2 separate regions of the Mus musculus genome follow, and region 2 is linked to region 1. A link is a contact called in public Hi-C data. All regions are on one chromosome and are shown on one strand. Each heading gives the region's core, a stretch centred on a gene start, on an enhancer-like site or on the middle of the called end of the contact. The rest is flanking DNA. Distances are from core to core; before and after follow the strand shown. Region 1 has its middle 170 kb from the start of Gm35244. Region 2 holds the start of B3galt2 (UDP-Gal:betaGlcNAc beta 1,3-galactosyltransferase, polypeptide 2).

What was found. Hi-C and Micro-C count contacts between places; a contact is called where the count stands out from the background.
Region 2: a Hi-C map of cerebellum shows a contact between it and region 1, with 2.4 times the contacts expected there. The contact joins the promoter of B3galt2 here to the enhancer-like site in region 1. A contact is called at or near these places in 6 of 39 promoter capture datasets (the HPC-7 cell line, frontonasal cranial neural crest, hippocampal neurons and 2 more) and 3 of 484 Hi-C or Micro-C datasets (cerebellar granule neurons, cerebellum and cortical neurons).

The regions. Positions count from the first base shown.
Region 1 is chr1:143,170,302-143,177,605 of GRCm38.p6, reverse strand. No RefSeq gene overlaps it. Among named protein-coding and RNA genes, the nearest start is that of Gm35244, 170 kb to the left of the region's middle. Within about 2 kb of position 3,570, at least 6 of the 459 cell types and tissues checked have an H3K27ac peak or open chromatin away from gene starts, as enhancers often do. A contact at or near this core is called in cerebellum, where this site is marked.
Region 2 is chr1:143,638,094-143,645,397 of GRCm38.p6, reverse strand. It overlaps B3galt2 (UDP-Gal:betaGlcNAc beta 1,3-galactosyltransferase, polypeptide 2), which reads right to left and starts at 4,701. Exons shown (of 2, transcript NM_020025.4): 1 at 4,056-4,701. The region is part of intron 10 of Cdc73 (cell division cycle 73, Paf1/RNA polymerase II complex component); the gene reads left to right.

The sequences.
Region 1 (7,304 bases), core at 2,321-4,820:
TTGTTATGATGAGAACAGGAGACAGCCAATTAAATGGGGAATAGATACTGAGACCCAAGTAGAAGATCTATGCAGTTGGATATTTGAGCAGATAGGCAACAGAATGTAAAGTCCAAGTCAAGCTAAGTAAAATATAGTTATATAATACCAAGAGAATTTTGAAGGCACATGCAAATAAATGTATATGTGTGTTACATTTAAGCTTTCAAAACCCAGTGTACTGTGCTCACATCTTTATAAGCATAATACCAAAATGAGCCCAGTTGAGACATAAAGGAAGGAATTATTACTGTGGTGGGTCAGGAGGGTGTTGGGGATGTTTCTATAGCAAAACAATGCCTTCCTTGAACCATGAAAATGGGGATTTGGTTTGTGAAACCTATGTAGTTTCCTGTAGGATCCACTTTGGTGTAGGCATATTCTGGAACACACTTAGTTTAAAGTCATAATTGAGAAGAGAATATAGTATACTACTTGTGGCATGCTCAGCTCAAAGTCCTGGGACATATGCCTGAGAGGTTAAAGGTAGGCTGGAATGTCTCTGGGTGTGCACAATTGGTATCATAGTTTGAGCAGAAAATAAAGGTGCTTGGAAGGTATGTTGGCACTGCTGCTTTCCCCTGAAGGTGCCTTGTCTTATCTGGTGGCTATGGCAGTATTTATAGGGAAGAGGACAAGGAGCGAAGATTATAGGATACAAAACAAGAGAGGTGTTTGAAGGACCTCTGATGACAGGGAGCAGATAACAAAACAAAGAGCTTTCCTGTGTGATGGAGTCAAGGGAGACAGGAAATCTGTGAAGCTGCAACCCCCCTGAGCATGCAGGATTGGCTGGTAGCTATTGTTGGTTGCACTGAAAACCCAGCTTCAAGCTGACCCTGGTTCTTGCTGTCTAGAAGTTCCTTCCTTACTAAACACATTTATTTTCTAGAATTCCCACTGAGTGAACAATGTGCAGGAAATCTTCCCAGCTCTTTTCCGGTTCCTGTTTTCTTATCAAGTGAGTCTGATTGGGTGACGTGGGTTCTGCCTTTGCCTCAGTTGCTACTGTTGCCTTGCCTGTGACACCTTTAAAGGTGACCTCACTGTTTTCTGCTTCCACCTAGAATGCTGTATTTAGTTCCTCCTTACTCTGCTCCACAGAGTCACCCTCAGTTACATGATAGATCGAAGAATTTGACCTAGGTGAGAGGTTAGATAGGATTTTAGATGACAAAACTGTTTCTTTTTATTAAGGCCGCTTGAATTGGAGTGCTGCTGTTAAGCATGATAATCTATGATAGGCCACTTATTGGAAAGAAAGAAGTAAATGAATAAAGAACATAAAGTCAAAGATCCTTAGAAATTATACCTTAAAGTGGGGCATCTATTGAGCCTTCATAGGACCAAGGACCTCTCCTCCCATTGATGTATGGCAAGGCCATCTTCTACAACGTATGCAGTTGGAGCCATGTGTACTCCTTTGTTTATGTCTTAGTCCCTGGGAGCTCTTGGGGGACTGGTTGGTTGATATTGTTGTTCTTCCTGAACACACAACTTTCAAGAGAATCTCTGTTTCATTGCCTGTGGACATAAATCCTGAGACATTTGGGGCACGAGACCACTATTCGTAGGCTACTCATTGGTCTAGAACTCATCATGACAAAACAGAGTGGTATGGGGAACACTGGATCTGGATCCCCTTTTGCTCTGCAGATGAGAAAACTTTGCCCTTGGGATTGAAGAACCTCACCTCCTATTACTCTTCCATCTACAGACAGAGAGAACAATTCTGCTCCCTCTTTTCTGACTACTTTTTTCTTTGTGTACCCTAAAAATGCTAAAATGGTTTTAGCATTTGGGGGAACTGAGTGTTGGGAGGTGGGAGTGGGTGGGTGGGTGGAGGAACACCCTCATAGAAGCAGGGGGAGGGGGAGGGGACTTTGGAGGGGGGAGACCTGGAAAGGGAATAACATTTGAAATGTAAATACAGAAAAAAAAAAATCCAATGAAAAATAAAAATAAAAAATAAATTAAAAAAAAAAGAAATTATACCTTAAAAAGTGAAACCTCAATACCTGGCGAGCAGTTGCGAGTTTGTTTTGGAGTAAAATCCCCTGTTTTATAAAGCGATCAACATTTGTGGTAATCCATAAAAACTGTATGGAGTAATCCAAAGCATATGCATTAAAAGGTAATGGCATCCTAAACTGAGAATGAGTACGGCCTAACCTGGAGGGGTGAGATCTGTTTAAAGCAGAACGGGAAAGTAGCTCAGAAATGGTTTGATTAATACTGTGCTTTGTAGCAGAAAAGACTTAGGGATTTTGTTCAACTACCTGCTTGGATAATTGTATAAGTAGCAGCCGCAGAGCTATACTGGGTGGTATTGATTTACAGAGTGGTATAAGGTATGTTTCCGTAATGAAGTCTATATAGCTTCCTTGCACTGTGCCTTTTATTTTGTTTTATTAGCATATATTACATATACTTACTAGATTTCATTATGCTGTGTTCAGATAATTATTTAATGAAGTTTGATTATATTCATCCCCCAATTACTCTCCTTTATCTTCTTTTCCATTCCTCTTTATCTCCTGTCTCTTCCTAATTAGTCTGCTTTTGACAGTTTTCATGACGTGATGCGTTTCGTTAGGGTTGCTTGCAGTAGTGTGACTGAGAACTTGTTTACAAAATGGCTACTTTATCATTGTCTACACACTACTCAGTAAGGTTTTTTTCCCCTTAGCAACTACTAATTGCCTTTTGGTCCTCTGGGAGGGGGAACTTTTTTTTTTCCTCTCCCCCTAGATTACTGTACCTGCCTAAAAATCCTTAAGGGGGAGGTATGGGGCTTTAACAGTTCTTCCCCATTCATGAAAAGGTGTCCCCATCTTGTGCAGATATTTAATATTAAAGATGCTGTGAGCTCATGAGAGCCACGGCTATGCCATCCTTAGACCAGAGAGAGTATTCTATAACACTCTATCCATCCTCTGCCCTCTTCCTTCCTTCCTTCCTTCCTTCCTTCCTTCCTTCCTTCCTTCCTTCCTTCCTTCCTTCCTTCCTTCCTTCTTCCCTCCCTCCTTTCCTCCCTCCCTTCCTTCTTTCTTTCCTTTCTCTTCTTACTCTTTTATTTCTTTTTTTAAATGAAAGAGCACTGCACAAAATTTAATCAATTAACATTTTGACTTGTTCTTATGAATTTGTTATTAATCACTTTTGAATCTCTCCATTGAAGCGAGGAAGACCCTTTTGTCAGTTGTATCTCTGCACTTAACACACTTTGTAGGAACCTACAAATTCTTTTTATTTAAAGAATATTTCTTACATCTCTTCTTCTTAATGACTCACTTACTGCAAATCACAGTTTCATTTCCTATTATAATGTAAAACGCCTCTGTTTAGAAAAAAAATGTTAAGGAAAGACAATAACTCATTTTCTTAATCTTTCAAATATAGTGTAATCATAGCTTTGTTATTCTCAGAACCTACTAACACTGTTAGCCATTGTTTCATCATCCTAGCTCCAAATCCTTGCTGGACCTGCTGCCTGCATCTGCTTGCATCACTGGGTTTTTGGACCATCTGCCAGCATCACCAGGTTTTTGAACCAGCTGGTACAGCATGGCAAAGCCAGAGCTTACAGAGTTGTTGGGCCATGCAAACATTGCCTATCTTTTTTTTTTTTTTAAATTAGGTATTTTCTTCATTTACGTTTCCAGTGCTATCCCAAAAGTCCCCCATACCCTCCCACCCCACTCCCCTACCCACCCACTCCCACTTCTTGGCCCTGGCGTTCCCCTATACTGAGGCATATAAAGTTTGTACGACCAATGGGCCTCTCTTTCCACTGATGGCCGACTAGGCCATCTTCTGATACATAAGCAGCTAGAGACACGAGCTCCGGGGGGTTACTGGTTAGTTCATATTGTTGTTCCACCTATAGGGTTGCAGATCCCTTTAGCTCCTTGGGTACTTTCTCTAGCTCCTCCATTGGGAGCCCTGTGATCCATCCAATAGCTAACTGTGAGTATCCACTTCTGTGTTTGCTAGGCCCTGGCATAATCTCACAAGAGACAGCTATATCAGGGTCCTTTCAACAAAATCTTGCTAATGTATGCAATGGTGTCAGTGTTTGGAGGCCGATTATGGGATGGACCCCCGGATATGGCAGTCTCTAGATGGTCCATCCTTTTGTCTCAGCTCCAAACGTTGTCTCTGTAACTCCTTCCATGGGTGTTTTGTTCCCAATTCTAAGAAGGGGCAAAGTGTTCACACTTTGGTCTTCGTTCTTCTTGAGTTTCATGCGTTTAGCAAATTGTATCTTCTATCTTGGGTATTCTAAGTATCTGGGCTAATATCCACTTATCAGTGAGTACATATTATGTGAGTTCTTTTGTGATTGGGTTACCTCACTCAGGATGATGCCCTCCAGGTCCATCCATTTGCCTAGGAATTTCATAAATTCATTCTTTTTAATAGCTGAGTAGTACTCCATTGTGTAAATGTACCACATTTTCTATATCCATTCCTCTGTTGAGGGGCATCTGGGTTCTTTCCAGCTTCTGGCTATTATAAATAAGGCTGCTATGAACATAGTGGAGCATGTGTCCTTCTTACCAGTTGGAACATCTTCTGGATATCTTACCTGTATTACAACCTATAATATAGTGAGGGCTACACAGGGGTCATCCAGCAAAAGTTCTCTTTTGCCCCGAGAGTCTGTTTTCAATGTCAAAATTTAGAATTTGTTGCTGTTTGATTTTTCACAAGTTTTTGAATGTCTTAACAACAACATCAGTTGTTGTTGCTGAGTATGACTGTAACTGTTATTTCTCCAGAGAGAGTAATCAGATAAGAATTCTCCTAGTTCTTTGTGTCGTAAAGACTCACATTTAGGTTGCCTCCAGTAGTTGTTGTATTGATGTGATGCAGAACTGGTTGGGGAAGGAGGGAAAGGCATGGTTTTGTGAGGTAGAGGTTTCTGGCCCTGAACTTGCTATATGTTCAAAGCACTAAAATTTATTTTAGGGTTTTGATGAGGACGTGTCCTTGCCATTTGGGTCTCCAGGAGAATATGCCTGGAGAAAGCATGCATCCTGTGCAAGTGACACAAACCAGCTTGACAGTAGTAGATCAAACAAAAATAGAGACTATTGGATTTATGGTGTTTTAGAAGGATTTTGTGAAAAAGAGGATTTTCCTCATTCCAGTCTTTGAAAAGCATAATCCTTTAGATTTAGAGAGATTCACCCCATTTCTAGGGAGTCTGACCTATTAAAGGTCTCTCAGGCAGCCAGCAAGGTTAGGCCCAAGTGGATATGGGAGAATGTAGGATGTTTATTTTCTCTTGGGTTTCAATGCACTGGCTAAAAGCCTGGCTGAAATGAACCTGGGAGTGTAGGAGATTGGAGATGACCTTATTTTATTAAAACAAAGTAAAATAAAAACAAATTAAGGAGAAGAACTTTAAGATTTTATTTATTTGTTTGTTTGTTTGTTTATTTTAAGGCAAGCATCTAGTACAGTACTAAATAAATACCCATAAGGCATTTGAATGTTTGATGATTGATTAAAAATACCAGGTAACTTTGCTAGGGATTGCGGCGATCTATAGTCCCTCACTTTGGGCATCGTTGGTTTTTTTTTTTTTTTTTTTTTTTCATACACAGTCCCATAATTCTGACTGTTTCCTTTTCTTTTCTGTGTAAGTTTAGCAGGGCTACAAACTAAACTCCGTATAACTTAGACAACTGGAGGAAAATGTCCTTTTGTCTGCAGATAACTTGATTTTAAAGGTTAGTGTGATATGATGATATTTGGCATCCATTTGGACGATTCTGAAGCTTTCTTGGGTAATAGTGCTGCTTCTAGCTTCTGGAAATGATCCTTCCTGGGAAGAAACACAGAAAGACTGTTTCACACGGAGGCAGCGTTGAAGACCAGGGCAGTGTTCCTGGTTCTCCTCTGGGCGATAGAGCATGTCTGTTTCCAGTTGGTTTCTGCGGTGCAGGCATTACAGAAGAAGCCAGTGCCTGGTGCAGCCATGACTATGCTCCCTAGCAAGCTGGCTTGTTCTGACTGTAGGTTTGAATGTCGTCCATGGCCTGGAGCCCACTAGCCCTCCCTTCTCTCATCTATTCCCAGCTGCCGTGATGGTCCTTTGGCTGAGCTTCTCTTTTCTAAGTCATACTCCACAACACAGGACACCAGAGACAGCGATTCTCATTCCCATCTGTGTGGCCAGATTGACACGTATGCCAAGAATCAGGAAGTGTCGACTGTGCTTCCCTGTCACGTTGCTGGGAGTTGCGGTTGCTTACCTTATTCTACAGTGCTCAGGGACAGAATCACAGTGAGTCTCTATCTTGGTTTGTCGAGGACAGGTTTTTAACTGGATATAGGGCTTAATGATTCAAGCATAGGCACCACACAGTGGGGTAGCTAGTGTATAGGAACTTATGTATTTCAAAGATCTACAATAAAGGAGAACCAAGGTACCGGACACAAAAAAGGATAAAAGAGAAATTCGAATCACCCTGATTGTATTAGTATATACTATGTGCATATTAAACAACTGTACTAAGCTTATTTGTATGTGCAATTTGTATGTGTACAAATATCAGCCTAGGTAAACTGAGAAGAGCTGGCTACTCTTTGTCAATTCTTATCTGTATATAAACAGGACAATTTTTCTCTACACATAGAACTTTATAATACAGTTTGTGGACCTTCCCAGTGATAATTGGTAACGAATCTTAAAAGGAGTATAGTTTATAAAATGATTTGCTTCACAATGCTATTTTATAGATGTTAGAAGCTGGAAAAATGTCTTTTTTTTTAAATAGAATCCTCTGTGATCATTTCAAAAGGAAATCTTTAGATAAGTCTAGTGAAAATTGCATATTTAGAAAAATAAGTGTATGTGGGAACTATAGACAACCTTACTCTTTGTAAGGTCAGAGAAAGCTTAGCCTGTCCATGTGAGATGATAAAGCTTGGGGTAAATTTCTATGACTGTACAGCTGTAGGTTAGTTTGTCCTCGGATTTGACTTACCTAGATGGATCCCAGTAGGAATATCAAGAATGTACATATGATCGAATGTTTTTTATTAAAAGTCAATATTTGAAAAACACATCCCTTAACATACTGCCAGGTTGAAAACAGTAGGCCTTCCAGAATAGTCCATTTCTGATTGGTCTTATTCTGTATGTAATAATTTCCCTGTCCAGGAATGAAAGCAAATCCTCTATTCTGTCATTCTTAGTGTTTTCCATTTAAACTTATTGGGTGCGAACAGAGGCCTATTTTTATTGTTCG
Region 2 (7,304 bases), core at 3,452-5,951, 470 kb before region 1:
TAGCAATAAATAATTAACAATTTACAGTACTTTGCTAATTTTACCCATCCACCCTAAATAGTACATATCTAGGATATCAGTCTTATGTGTCAATGCTTTGGGCAAAGGGTGTGTATTTTGCAGTTTTTCTGGACTTCTTGAAAAATATAGACAATAGCTCCTACTATTGTGAACTGCTTTAAATTACACTTTCCACAAAATACATTTTAAAATATTCTTGAATTACACTTTTTTGCATGATCTGCAATGCCAGAAATTAGTTTAACTTTAAAGACTTTATAGTAGCATTACACTTATAGTTCTAGATCGTTCAGAAGTTCACAAGAAATTAGTGATGCCTCTTAGTGAAAACTGGCTGTTTTGCAAGAGGCTTTTCAGCATAGCATAAACTTATTTGTATTTGCTAATTTTTTCCTTGTTTTTACCTATTCATAGATAAAGAACTGAGGGTCATAGCAGTAGTTTGAATTCCAGTAAATGGTGTTTTATGAAATAGAGACACCATGCCTAGTTTTGGCTTTTTTTTTTTTTTTTTTTTTAGTTCTTAAAAAAACAAACAAACAAACAAACAAACAAACAAACCCAAAGTAGAAGTCATTTATATAATTATTAATTTTGAGGATGGTATTATTAAATTCTTTTGATCAATAAGTGATTTTTCTATTATTCACTGAAATAATTTCTTTAAACAAAGGAAATAAAAATTTTAACATAGCCACTTATTTCTAATTATATGTGTAAATGCTTGTGCTTATTTATCTCACGATAATGATCTACTTATGATTGATAGCAGTTTAGCTTATCCTCACATAAATGCATTTGAAAAGTAATAGAGTTTACAAGGAAGTTCTCAAAAAATTGAGTGATTGTAGCATAAAATTTACACACACACCTTTCAGTTACTGCTTGAAAGTGTTAGGTGGCTATCAATGAAGTACTATTCTAGTAACAACCACTAGGAGGAGCAAGTAGGTGGGAATTTGAACAGATTTCTAATGTGTAACAGGCACTAAGGTTTGATCTTGTTTCTGAAAATGAATGGTGCATTTAGTTACTAGCCTATACCTCAAACCTAAAAAAGTATTTAATCTCTCACACACACACACACACACACACACACAAAAGCACACATGTGCGCGCACACACACACAGACAGTAGTTTCTAAAAAATCTAATTTAGTCTTAGTTTTATTTACGTGAATTTAAATCTTACCATTCTATATAAAGACCAAAGCTATTACATTCTTTGCAACATGGTTTCTGCATGATATGAGTTTGAAATTACGGAGCTTCATGGCCTGATTTAGAAACAAATTTTCATGACTGTACTTATAACTAGATGTAATTCTACTTAAAGCAGAAAACTATTTTAAAGAGTACATATGAAAATTACTTTATGTGGTAGATAATGACCCCCCCACCCCCCACTTCATAATGAGAGTACTGGGTATTAAAGGGTTATGTATATAAATTTAAAAGTGAAGTTACTTTGGAAAGTTCATTTGATCTGTTTCAAGTATTATAAATATAAATGTATCAGCTTTGTGTTGATTTAACAATGCTTAGAACATGACTGAGATCTAGTCATTCAGATACTTTAAAAGTGCAAACTTTAAAGAAAAACAGTTCAAAATGAATTAAATTCCAGGTAGGATATTTCAATGAATGGATAAAAGACCTTAAAGGGATGAAGTATTGTAGTAAGACACATTGTTTACAAGAAAACAGTGTCCCTGAAGTGAAATTGTAAAGTGTTTGAATATTATAGGAATATTACAGATTTCAACCTATAAAATATAAAACACCCTTAAATTATTTATAATTAAGACAGAAAAGATATATTAAAAAATCTATTCAAAGACATGGCAAAATTTTTAATTCTTAGTTTTGTTGTTATTCAAGAACTAATATTCAACAATTTTATTGCAATTTTATATATATTCTTATGTGGTTCTATTATGATTTTATAAGATGGAGGTATGTTTTAATTTAAATTTTATAAGAATTGTATGTTTGTAAATATTAATCTAGGAGAGCTTGGAATTCCTGTACAAATACACCTATTTGATAACCTCCTACTGATAAATGAAACGTATGCATCTAGCCTTAAATTCATTTTTTTTCTAAAGTTTCTCAGGATAGAGATCTGTCTTTCTCTGTCTCCGTGTCTGTGTGTCTGTGTGTGTATGCTGTTAAGAAAGTAAAATTGCTGTAACTATTCCTCTTTTTGTTAGATGATAAAATTATTCACAGGTTAATGCCTGTTGAATATTAGTTCTTGGAAATAAGAAAACTAAGAGTTAAAATTTTGCCATGTCTTTTAATAGATTTTAAAAAAATAGATGTTTTCTGTTTTAATTATTATGATTTAAGTGTGTGTTTACCTCTTATAGACCGAAATTTGTAAGGATGTTACTATTTAATGTATCCTCCTATAGAGTTTCTGTCCTTTGACTTTTAAAAGTTGATATAAATATATTAGTTTCTAAAGACAGTCCCAGAGTTAAATGATGGTTTGATAAGAAACACTTGTATACTTTTAAAGCTTTGAAATATTTAGTTTATAAAGCTTAATTTCTAATAAAGATACCAACAGAGGCTGGATTTTTTTAAAAATTATTTTTGATTAGTTTCTGATTGTAATTTTTATCAGAATAAAGATACTTAGTTATGACTAGGAATCTCTTGATATATGACAAAGTCTAATACACTCATTCAGTCTTAATTCTACAACACACACAGTGCTTCCACAGGGGTTTTTTTTTTGGCTTTGTGATTGTTAGGGTAGTAAGTTTTATGAAAGTGAGAGGAAGAATCAAAATACGTAGAAAGGTTTGTAAGATTTTAGGAATATCTTTGAGTCCCTGACCCCGAGCACTCTAACGTTGATTGTTCCCAGGGTAGTTTATTCTGTCCTGCAGACACATGTAGAGGCAGTAGGCAGGTCATTATCACATGTAAATAAAGCTTAGAAACCTACTGTGGATATTATTTGACCTTGTATTTGACCATTATTAATATGTGCTGTATATTAAGCTATTTTATGTTAGTTTTTTTTTTTCCATTTTTTATTAGGTATTTAACTCATTTACATTTCCAATGCTATACCAAAAGTCCCCCATATCCACCCACCCCCACTCCCCTGCCCACCCACTCCCCCTTTTTGGCCCTGGTATTCCCCTGTACTGGGGCATATAAAGTTTGCAAGTATGTTAGTTTTTTAATTTCACTTTTATAATTAACTCCAGGAACAGTCTTACACTTGATTATTTAGAATCACTCTGTTACTTAAAAACTCCCTGTTTCACCAATCTATTTAGAGCAACTATTGATCTCTCTTTGTTAAAGTTGTATTCATTGATACTGTAATAACATGTGACTGACTACTGTGGTGGTGTTATGCTTTGCATAAACTCACTAGCGTTTTAATCTGATGGCTAATGTTGTAACTTGTAGTATCTCCTTGTAGCTCAGTAACACTTAAAATTTGCTGATGTACTCCTGAATTGTTTCTATCTCTCTCTGAAGAGATAGATATTACAGAGAATATATTACTATGAACTAAGATTTTGTTTTGAAGAGATTTTCTAAAAATACCTCAAGATAATAAGATCATATTTATGCTATTTAATATAATTTTACCCCACTGTCTCTTGATAACCATTTTAAAGAAGGTGCTTTAATTTATTAGATAAGGAATCAATTTGACCTAATTTGCTAGAGAATTGCTGTTTTTTTAAAAAAAAGGCTAGAGAGCTCTTTTTTTTTTTCTTTTTAGTTTAATTTCTCAGACATTCTTTTCAGTAAATCTAGTTACTATTTGGTTTTCCTTGTAATGTTACAATCCTGCAGAATTACTCCCAGTTATTTAATTGAATAAAGCAACGACAGCTTGTCTAGTAGAAAAGGCAAATTTAAAATCGTGTATTTAGAAAGCCTTTCATAGTTTGAAGGGCAGTGGACTGTATGAACTTGTTTATCAAGTGTATCAGTGCCTGTATGGTTAGGAAATTAAAACACATTTAATGAACATCATACACAAGACAGCAACATACCTTTCTTTCTTGGTCAGACCATTAGATGGAGAGGATTATGTCTACTGAAAATACTTTTGGCACGCCATCACTTCAGCAAAAAACGATGCTATCGAACATGCGCACATCCCCCAACAGTCTGCCTCCTGTGATTGCTTTTCACAGTATCCAAAGTGTCCATCTGTCGGGGTGTCTTCAAGTTACCCTTCTTGTTCATATGTCTATATCTTATAGTCTTCAGAGATTTTTCCTTTCTTTCATTTTCTCTCTTTCACTAAACAAAAGAGCTGTAGCTGTCTGTTGTATTTGGTGCACAGTTGACTCTTTCCGACAGTTGATGCATTGAAGCTCTTTACATCTGCTGTATTCCCGGCTGGACAATGCAGTGCTGTATTCTCTTCTCAGTATCCATATTTCTAGTAATAGCGCTGAGCTGCAATGTTAAGCAGCAGAGCTGTGGTTTAGTGTTTCAGTTGCATTGGGGGAAAAAAAAAGGCTTTGCCTTTCTCCGTCGTGGTTGCCTGGCAGCTGCAGGAAGGATTTTTGAGCTGTTTTCCTGGGGTTTTGGTCTGTAATGTGAAATGCACCGTTCTTCCGTGCTGCACAGGCAGGCAGCAGTTTAAATGTGGGCTTGACAGATGCTGTCTCTGACAGAGCAGAATTTAACGTCACTGCTTGGCTGAGTCCCACGTGATTGTTTGCGTTCATTTTGACTAAAAACCCGAGGTAGGAGAAAGCTTAGAAATCTTCCTCTTATGTGACACATCATATTTATTCAGAACAAATACAAGCATTAGGATGAAATGGAGGTTATGGTTTTTTAATCTTTATTTGAACTTATGCACAGGCTTTCTAAATATTTCTGTGTTGGACGGTGGCTTTCATGTGTCTTAGAGACTTTTTTAGAGCAGAAGTAATAAAAGCTTTTACATGTAAGTTGGTGTAGTTTAACTCTTTCAGTGCATTCCTGCTCTTACAGTTTTTGTCTGATTGTTCTGATTTGCTAGTCTAGTTAAAACTCCTTCATTATCTATTGTCTATAACTTAGATTTCCTCCCCTGTTTTCTCCAGCTTATCTAAGTCAGCTGCCTGCACTTACTTCATGTTGCGATACTGCCTACTTTTTTGCTCTGTGCAGTTTTTAGTGTTCTTGAAAGTAGTAAATTTAATTTTAAATCACTTTCTTGTTATCAATATTAATTTTTTTTCATGTAAAATAATGTGTATCACAGAATTAAAAATGATATAGTACATAGAACACACATGAATAGATTTTCTTGAAGATTGGTGAGTAGTTCTGCAGGATTGGTTGCATTTTGACTAAAAACCTTAGGTAGAGACAACCTTGGAACTTTGCTTCTTATATAGAAAATAGTATGCTTATATAGATTGCAGATGTGTGTTTAAATAAGTATAGTGATGCGCTAGAGTCTGTTGCTTCTAATAATGTTTAATACTTTAGAAAATGGTTTAGTAAAATGCCATCAAACAGTTTTTTTTTTTTTCCCTTACATATTAGAGACTCTGAAATCCTTCTCTGGTATACTTAACTAAGTGCCTGGACATTTGGGCACCCCCCCCAACCCCCCCCAGGAGAGCACTCGGCAGGCATGTTTGTTACTTGTTTTTATGGCTATAACTAACAATTCCCCTCTGATATTCTAAAGACAGTAACTATATAGTTTTAGAGCTTATGCTATATATTTTAGGGATACGGACTTTATCCATTTTCACAGACCATGATATATTATTTCAGGTGAATAAAAATTACATTTCCTCTAATAGTATTCAATTACTCATCTTCATGTGTTAATTCCAGTGTGCTTTCTTGGTTTAGGTATACCCTATAACTGTCCTAGTTTGTGTCTTACTCCCCCTAGAAATGATAAGATGGTAAAAAAGAAGGAAAAAGAAAAGTATAAGGAGAAACTTAAAGCTTAGAACTTTGGCTTTCCTAAGTTAGAAGAGGAATAAAACCCGTGTTTCTTAGTATTTGGCTCTTAAAGCTATATACTATATTCTTCACTGTCTTTTTTTCTTGTCTTCATAGACAAATTATTGATTCTGCTTAAATTATTCCTCCAAAGTAGAAGTGGCCTTTTTAATATCAGTGATTCCTAATATTAGGGCTTAACTGAGGTTAGAGGTCTGTACAATTATTGTCTATTCCAAATTAGATTGAGCTATAAGTACCTGAGCTGGTTGTAAATGATATTCGCTTATGATAGCTTAATTTTCTAATATCTACTTTACAGATGAGATACTGGTACCCAGAGTTCTGTAACCTAAATACCAGCTAATTACTGATAGGAAAGATGGTTAGTTTAAAATTTTGAAACAGGATTATTTAAATTTTTAAAATCTGAATTCCTGTAATCCACTCTTAAACATTATACTACATGGCTGCTGAAGAAATTGTGAATGTTCCCACCCAAATATTGACATAGTACCCCAGGAATCATTAGTAGAATACTGAATGCATTTTGACTTTTTTCATTAAATGTTAACACTACACTGCTTTATGCTAACATGCACATTAAAGCACAGCTTATTAATTATTGGTAATATGAGGATGACTGAATACATTTTCCATCCTTTTTCTAGGGAAGGAGAAAATAACTATTCTGCCAATTATTTTTAGAATATTTTAAATCCATCCTTTGATGATACTTAGAGCAGGACAGTGCTAGCTAGATAAGTTCTCTACTTTGGATCTGTACCCCCCACAATGTCTTTCTTTAATTCTATTAAAAGGTGTTTTTATTTTTAATTTACAGTAGTTATTACATATTGGTGAGGTACCAGTGAGACATTTTATACAATGTGTACTGATCATCCCAGAACAACTGGCATATATGTCATCTCTGAGATGTCCTATTTTTGGTACTGAATTGGATTTATTATGGATCTCAGTTACTAAGGGCTTTATGGATAACTCAATAATGATTCCTGTCTATGTTGGGTTCAAGCCTGAATTACCGACTAGTGAGAATTTTGTTTTTACTGCTTTCTATTGAGCAAGTGTTTATATGACAAGGAGATCCCTAAGATTGGTAACCAGGCCTAGTGTGTATCAGGCATAGTACTCATGTATGTATACAGTAAGCAAGAATTTAAATAAGATCAACTTTTTTTTCTTAAAATTTAAGTTGACTAACAGCTTACAGTATAGAAAAATAGTAGCAATGATATAAACTTTTTTTTTTTTTTTTTTTTTTCGAGGCAGGGTTTCTCTGTGTAGCCCTGGCTATCCTGGAACTCACTCTGTAG